2 separate regions of the Sus scrofa genome follow, and region 1 is linked to region 2. A link is a contact called in public Hi-C data. All regions are on one chromosome and are shown on one strand. The core of a region is the stretch at or near the end of the contact, and the rest is flanking DNA. Distances in the headings are between cores, read along the strand shown. Region 1 overlaps RBPJ (recombining binding protein suppressor of hairless). Region 2 has its middle 80 kb from the start of RBPJ.

Region 1 (3,745 bases), core at 118-2,617, 120 kb before region 2:
GATATTTAGCATAATCCTCCTTTTAAAAACTACCAGAGTTCAGAGGAAAAAAAATAAGACCCAAAAATGTTTTCTTGGCTATGTTTCTTATAGTGACTGTGAAAACCCATGAAGGAGGAAAACTGGCCAGCAATTTTTTTTGAGGGTATGAAAGCCTCTCATTTTTATAGTTTTGAAAATCCTTGGAGTTTAACTTTGAACTTTAACCAAGAAAAATTATATCTTATAAACAATGGCATTTGTTGATTGGATGGAGGACTAGATCAATATTGGTCTTGGCAACTTGTTTTGGCTGCAGTTGCCTACAGAAATATGCTGCTTGTGGTGTTAAAAAATTATGTCAGTTCCTCACCATGTGCCTCTTTTTCTTGGAGTTTTGCCTGAGCATTAGTTTCCAAAGATACTTCCAGAAGTTAACCTAGAGCCTGGCCTCAGCAGTGAAGGAAGTTACACATAAACTCTCGGAAAGCAGCCGCCACGGTGAGCTTCTGGGAGGAAGAGAGGAAGAAATCTCAAACTTTGGAGAAAGGAGATAACCCAGAGAAGTTCTGAATTCCAGGAGGATGGCCACATTCCTTCCCCCGCTAAAATTTTCACTTAGGCTCATCACACCGAGAGGGGAAACAAACCCCCACACTAAACAAAAATAAATCACTGTTGGTAAGTGCAAACCATTGCTTTGAAAGAAAATAACCATGTTGCAGACGCGCTGGAGCTGTCTACTTTAGAACATCTTAAATCTTTCCATTTTGGGTTGGGGGGAGAGTGGTGGTGGTGGTTGGGATGTTTAAGGAGGGAGGTAGTAAAGGTTTTGGCGTTTTATTTTAGGCTTTCATGTTACCAATTTATTTAGGACATAAGGCGCTATGCCACATGTTTACTTCTGCATATACTTATAAAGAAAATATGCATGTATTGACTCAACTCAGCAGACTGGGTTGGGTTATTTACCCTCATTCTTTGTAACTTTGGTCTGGATTTTCACTTTAAGTGTGATCCATAAAGCCTATGAAAGTGGGGCAACAAGAAAAATTAAATAGGAATCCCACATCATCACCCCCGAGCCTGGCAGCCTCTTTTGCCCTGTGGTCTGCACTGGGTTCTCCTGTCCTGGGAAGAGGGTGGGGTGATGTCTTTTAAGCTGACAGCTGGCAATGAAAAATGGCACAGGGCTGGAGCTGCTATCACGTCCCTGCTCCTTGTGGAGGATCAGTGAGCACCTGCCACTGCCTGGGAAAGACTGAGCCAAGAGCTGTCACTGAATGACCACTCCCACCCCCCCACCCCTGCCCAGGACCTGGTGGCTGACCCCGCCCTGTGCCCCTGAAAGCCAATGGGCGCTCTAGGTCCGCCTAAACCCCACCCCCATCTATCTGCCCTCAGAGACCTCTCCTTTGAGCCACGTGGCCCCTGGCGCCAAGGCGGGGAACCTTGGCTTGTCCCTTTGGGAAGGTGGCCAACTCTGCATTTGCCAGATTCTCATAGTTTTTTGACCCATGTCTGGGTGAAATGAGTGCAGGGGGCAGGATTATTTTCAGCCCAACTCAGGGATGTCGTGCCGGGCAAATACTAAGCCATAAAGCGAGGCTACTGTGAACATTTATTGAGCTCTTACTGTCAACCGTGCATTGTGCTAAACACTTTGCACGCTTTATTTTATTAAGTCATAACAACCGTTTTATGAGAGCAGCGCTATTTTCAAGATGAGAAAAGTGAGGCGGGGCATTTCACAGTCAGTAACAGCGCTGGGACTTCTCCGGGTACGTCTCACTGCGGAGCCTGTCACTTCTAATTTGGACCAACACGCAGCCCACTTTGCTTACATGCCACCTCTTTGCAAGGCCACATCTAAGAGGGTCCCCACCAGTTGCCCTCCCCCCAAAATACACTGGTGACCACACAGATGGCAAGGCTGCACCTACTTGCCCCCGCGGACCCGGCCGGCCGCCTTCCTTTGTGAATCACCTCCAGAACCCTCACAGCTTTACTAACCAGACCACACAGGGAACCCTTCCTAATGTCCCGTCTTCAAAGGTGCGCACTTCTCTCACGAGCATAAGAACCATTTCCTCAGCCAGAGTCAGTATTCCTTGAATGCAAGAACCGTATCTTCTATTACTTCTAAATTAAATAATAATAAATTACTGACTCTTAAGGTCGGAAATAATGCTTAGAGGTCACCTGCCCAATCCAGTCATTTGAAGGAGGTGGAGTGGAGGCCTAGGGAGGTTCAGGAGCATGGCCGAGGCCCCACAGCAAGAGACAGGCAGCCTGAGGACCAGAACCTCTGGCTGCTGACGGTCACGAGCAATAACTCCTCCTCTAGTTGATTTGAACTGACCTATTCAGGTAGTGTGGGGCAGAGAAGAGAGGCCACGAAAGAATTTCCAAAAGGCCAACCTCAGCGATCCCATTCCGGGCGCTGTCACCCCTCCCCCACCCCAAACTACACCTCAACGCGGGTGGTCGGCGATGCTTGTGAAGGAGAGGCGCCCCCTCCCCGGGGCGGTGCCTTAGAAGAAAAGTCAACGAAGCATCTTCCCTGGGGTGAAGCATCTTCCCACAGGCTCTGAGGACACAGCCGTGGGCCTGATCTAGCCCCTTTCCAAGCCCCTCGTGCAGCCAGACGCTCCCCAGTTCAGCTTCCATCTGCCAGCTGACTCAGCTCCGGTAAACATTCCCGGGCAAGAAACACTCACCGCACCCCAGGAGTGCTCCCCGCGGGGCTCCTGCCTGGCAGCCCAGCGCCCTGGATGTGCAATTCCAGTTCTGGATCCTTTGTTTTTCCCGGAGGCCAAGCCCAAGCCCAGGGTGGCGGGCAGGAGGACTCTGCAGGGAGCTGTGCACCTGGGGTCTCAGGGGTCAGGCCCCCCTTGCCTGGCCTGGCCACCTCCAGTGCCCTGAGACTGGGCTCAGCTGATCTCTGGTAGGGCAGGTCGCTGGGAGAAGTAGGATTGTGTGCAGAAAACTTTACAAGTTATAATGGGCCCAGATTTAGAAAATAATTCAATGAAAACTGTTGATTTCAGTCTCTCCCTTGCCAGAGGAAAATGACTTTATATCAAGAATAATAGATACATTCACTAAGCATGGACTTCCAGCTTGAAACTGTCCTTGATTGTATTAACTTCGTGTTATTTCATGTTTATTGTCCTGGCACATGGTAAGGATTAGTGCGTATTTGGTGAAGGAATGAATTTATTTTTTTCCTTTTTTTTTTTAGGGCCATATCTGTGGCATATGGAGGTTCCCAGGCTAGGGGTCAAATGGGAACGGCAGCTGCTGACCTACGCCACAGCCACAGCCACAGCAACGCCAGATCCGAGCCGAGTCTGTGACCTATACCACAGCTTGTGGCCAATGCTGATTTAACCCACTGAGCAAGGCCAGGGATAGAACCCGAATTCTCATGGATACCAGTCAGGTTCTTAACTCGATGAGCCACAACAGGAACTTCCATGAAGGAATGACTTTTTTCCTCACAGTAACCCTATAGTATCTCCAACTAAAAGAACCTCTAGGCTGCACAACCCACCTTCACTTGGGTTCTTTTTTTTTTTTTTTTTTTAGGGGCCGCACCTGCGGCATATGGAGGTTCCCAGGGAAGGGGTCAAATTGGAACTGCGGCTGCCAGCCTACACCACAGCCATAGCAACGCCAGATCCGAGCCGTATCTGCGACCTATGCTACAGCTCACAGCACCACCGGATCCTTAACCCACTGAGCAAGGCCAGGGATTGAGCCT
Region 2 (3,598 bases), core at 444-2,943:
AAAGTATGATACAGTCGATTTGAACGTTGTGCCAATTTCTGCTGTACAGCAAAGTGATGCCGTCATGCATACATATACACGCCTTTTCTCATCTCATCCCCCAACACGTTCTGTCCCAAGAGACTGGACACGGTTCCCTGTGCTGCACAGCAGGACTCCCTTGCCCATCCTTTCTAGATGGAATAGTTTGCATCTACTCACCTGAAACTCCCCATCCATCCTACTCCCTGCCCCCACCCCCCGCCCTTGGCGACCCCAAGTCTGTTGTCCATGTCTGTTCTCCATGAGTCCTCTCGGTTCCACCTTAGGGTAGGGGGGTCCAAATAGAACCCCCACTCTGTTCTCTGGCCTTCTTCCTTTTCCCGCTGCTTCTTACCTCTCCCAGGAGTGGGAGGGCTCTTTCTCTCTTCCTTCTCTGTCCATCTGTCCTGCTTTTATCCTTTTACCCCTTTATCTTCCTTTTATTCCACTTTATGGTATTTGCCTTCCTTTTCCTGAGGCAAAACATGAAGAAGGGCTGCAGGAAGAGAAAGGAGACAATCAACAGGGAGAAATACAGTCTCAAGGTTTTCCAAAACATTATCGCTTCCTATACTCATCTTGGAATTTTTTCATTAATCACCGTAGCAGATTGCATGGTGCCCACACCCCCCAAACATATGTTTGGATCCCAGCTCCTGGTACCTTTGAATGTGACCTAAGTTGGAAAAGGGTCATTGCAGATGTAATTAAGTGAAGGATCTCAAGACGCAATCATCCTAGTAGTTCCTGCTGTGGCAGAGTGGGTTAAGAATCCAACTGCAGGAGTTCCGGTCATGGTGCTCTGGAAACGAATCTGACTAGGAACCATGAGGTTGCAGGATCGATCCCTGGCCTGGCTCAGTAGGTTAAGGATCTGGCATTGCCATGAGCTGTGGTATAGGTGTCAGACACTGCTTGGATCCTGCGTTGCTGTGGCCGTGGTGTTGTCTGGCAGCAATAGCTCCAATTCAACCCCTCGCCTGGGAACCTCCATATGCCACAAGTGCAGCTCCTAAAAAGAAGAAAAAAAAAAAAAAAAAAGAATCCAACTGCAGTGGTTCAGGTCACTGTGGAGGCTCAGGTTCGATCCCTGGCCCAGGAATTTCGTTATGCTTGGGTGTGGCCGTAACATGGGGGAGAAAAGATGTGATCATCCTGGATTCCTGGATTGTGCAGGAATCCAGGACAAGCGTCACAGGAGACAATCGGAGAGATGGGCAGAGGCTCTGTGAAGATAGAGACAGCGCCTGGAAGGATGTGGCCACAAGCTGAGGAACATCAAGGCTTTCCTTGGAGTCGCCAGGAGCTGGAAGAGGCAGGAATTCTCCCCTAGAGTCTCCATAGGGAGCACGGTCCTGCCGACACCTTAATTTTGGCTGTTTGACCCCCAGAACAGTGAGGGGACAATGCTCTGCTGCTCTAAGCCATCGAGTTTGGGGTAATTTGCACAGCAGCCCTAGAGACTAATACAGATTGATAATGGGCGTGAAACGCCATTGACATTAAAAGAAGAAAAAAAGGCACAGTGGCTACAGAGGACTCAGCGTACAGGAACTGGAACGGCAGCTATCCCTGTTCTAATGGGAGCCGGCAGCCTGTGCCCCGGGAGACCGAGCTGTCCTGACCTTCTTAGCAAGTTTGCAAATCCCTCCACCTGTTGTCTTTGCTAATGTAGCTATTCTTTCTGTCACGCCTGTGTACACCCGGGATGTTGACAGCGTTCAGAATCACTGTCTCTAGATAGTGATCGTGCAATAAAAATGGCAAACTGATTAGTCAGCCGGAGGAGAAGTCTTTTTCTCATTATAAGCATGATCTAATGCTGTAATCACCTAGTCTGCAGCCGGCAGCCAAGTGCTTGTGGTCAGGCCTCGGCCTTACAACAGGTGAACCCTGTTAAAAGGGATCCTGCTGCATGGCTTCAGCTGTCCTGTAGACCAGTGAAGTCTCATTCCCTGAAACATAATAACCCCATAGAACTCATGTGTCCCCGAGTTTATTACAACCTCCAGGGTCAGCCTTTCAAAAAACATGCAGGGGTTCTCTTGGGGCACAAAGGGTTAAGGATTGGCGTTGTCACTGCAACAGCATGGGTTGGTTCCGTGGCGTGGGTTTGATCCCCAGCCTGGGAACTTCCACATGCCCTGGGCATAGTCCAAAAAAAAAAAGCAAATCAAATAACTCCAGCTTTCAACCCATGAGACTCAAGGAAACCCAAGTCTCTTCCAAGGGCTGTAGACATATTTTGGCAGTTACTTATCATTCTCCATCCAAATGGTGTCCCCCAAATAGACTCAGTACCTTCCTTTACCCCCAAGGCAGTGCTAACATGGGGCTTTCTGGCTTGACTTAAAATTGGATGGAATTTCAGTGCACAGAAGGGGAATTTAAGCTCCAAGCCAGCCGTGACTACACCCGAGATCCTGGACCACCTTTCCGGCCAGGTGGAAGTCCCTACTGGTCTTCCCTGACCTTCCAGTTCCCAACATGTTGCCGAGTTCGGCCCTGTTTCCTCCTCACCTCCACACAGGGCTTCACTTTGACTGTGTCTTTCAATCCCAAGGACAAAAAGCCCCAATATCCTCTTCCCCCCATCTCATCAGAGGAAGCCTCAAATCTGTTAATATTGGAACAGCTCCCCTCTCTTTTACTTTGGTATCCACAGACCTTATGGGTTCCCATGTCTAAACTCCCCCAGTCCAGAATGGAATTTCCTTTTGTACAAATAAAACCCTGATTTGGTGCTCTTCTCTTGTAAGAACGCCTTGCCCCCAACCCCAGACCAATATGAGTTTTCATTTTTAGTAGCCCAAAAGAATTGACAGAAGCTTTGAAATTACAATCCTTCCTTAAAGGCTTTGAAGAGCCCAGATCCAATCCTTAGGCGGGATCAAAGCCCACGTATATGCTGTATTCGCCTCTCTGTACCTCCGGGACAGGGCACGTTTTCCTCCAGCCCCTAGGGAACTTGGTCTTTATAAAGCAGAAGGGACATTTTTTTTTCCATGTACCAGCACTGCATGGCTTGGAAGAAGATTAACTTGTCTGGGAGTTCCCACTATGGTGCAGTGGCTTAATGATCTGGCTTGTCTCTGTGGAGGTGCCAGGTTGATCCCCGGCCACAGCTCTGGCTTGGATTTGATCTCTGGCCTGGGAACTTCCATGTGCCATGAAGTGGCTGAGAAAAAAAAAAAAAAAAAGATTACCTTGTCTGAGCCTCAGACTCGCTAGCTATAAAATAAATTTTTTTTTTTTTTTTTTTTTGCCTTTTTGCCATTTCTTGGACCACTTCCCATGGCATATAGAGGTTCCCAGGCTAGGGGTCAAATCGGAGCTACAGCTGCCAGCCTACGCCAGAGCCACAGCAACTCGGGATCAAAGTCTCGTCTGCAACCTACACCACAGCTCACGGCAACACCGGATCCTTAACCCACTGAGCAAGGGCAGGGATCGAACCCGCAACCTCATGGTTCCTAGTGGGATTCCTTAACCACTGCGCCATGACAGGAACTCCCCTAAAATAAGATTAATAATAGCTTTTGCACAGGGTTATGGTAAGAATATTTAAAGAAAGACC

The links. A called contact is a pair of places that touch in the nucleus more often than the background predicts.
Region 1: a contact with region 2 is called in a Hi-C map of skeletal muscle, with 7 times the contacts expected there. The contact joins two enhancer-like sites. A contact is called at or near these places in 2 of 47 Hi-C or Micro-C datasets (mesenchymal stem cells and skeletal muscle) and 2 of 2 datasets of contacts at active chromatin or transcription factors (alveolar macrophages and skeletal muscle).

The regions. Positions count from the first base shown.
Region 1 is chr8:19,970,928-19,974,672 of Sscrofa11.1, reverse strand. The region is part of intron 1 of RBPJ (recombining binding protein suppressor of hairless); the gene reads right to left. Among named protein-coding and RNA genes, the nearest start is that of RBPJ, 40 kb to the right of the region's middle. Within about 2 kb of position 1,367, at least 15 of the 83 cell types and tissues checked have an H3K27ac peak or open chromatin away from gene starts, as enhancers often do. A contact at or near this core is called in skeletal muscle, where this site is marked.
Region 2 is chr8:19,850,991-19,854,588 of Sscrofa11.1, reverse strand. No RefSeq gene overlaps it. Among named protein-coding and RNA genes, the nearest start is that of RBPJ, 80 kb to the left of the region's middle. Within about 2 kb of position 1,693, at least 6 of the 83 cell types and tissues checked have an H3K27ac peak or open chromatin away from gene starts, as enhancers often do. A contact at or near this core is called in skeletal muscle, where this site is marked.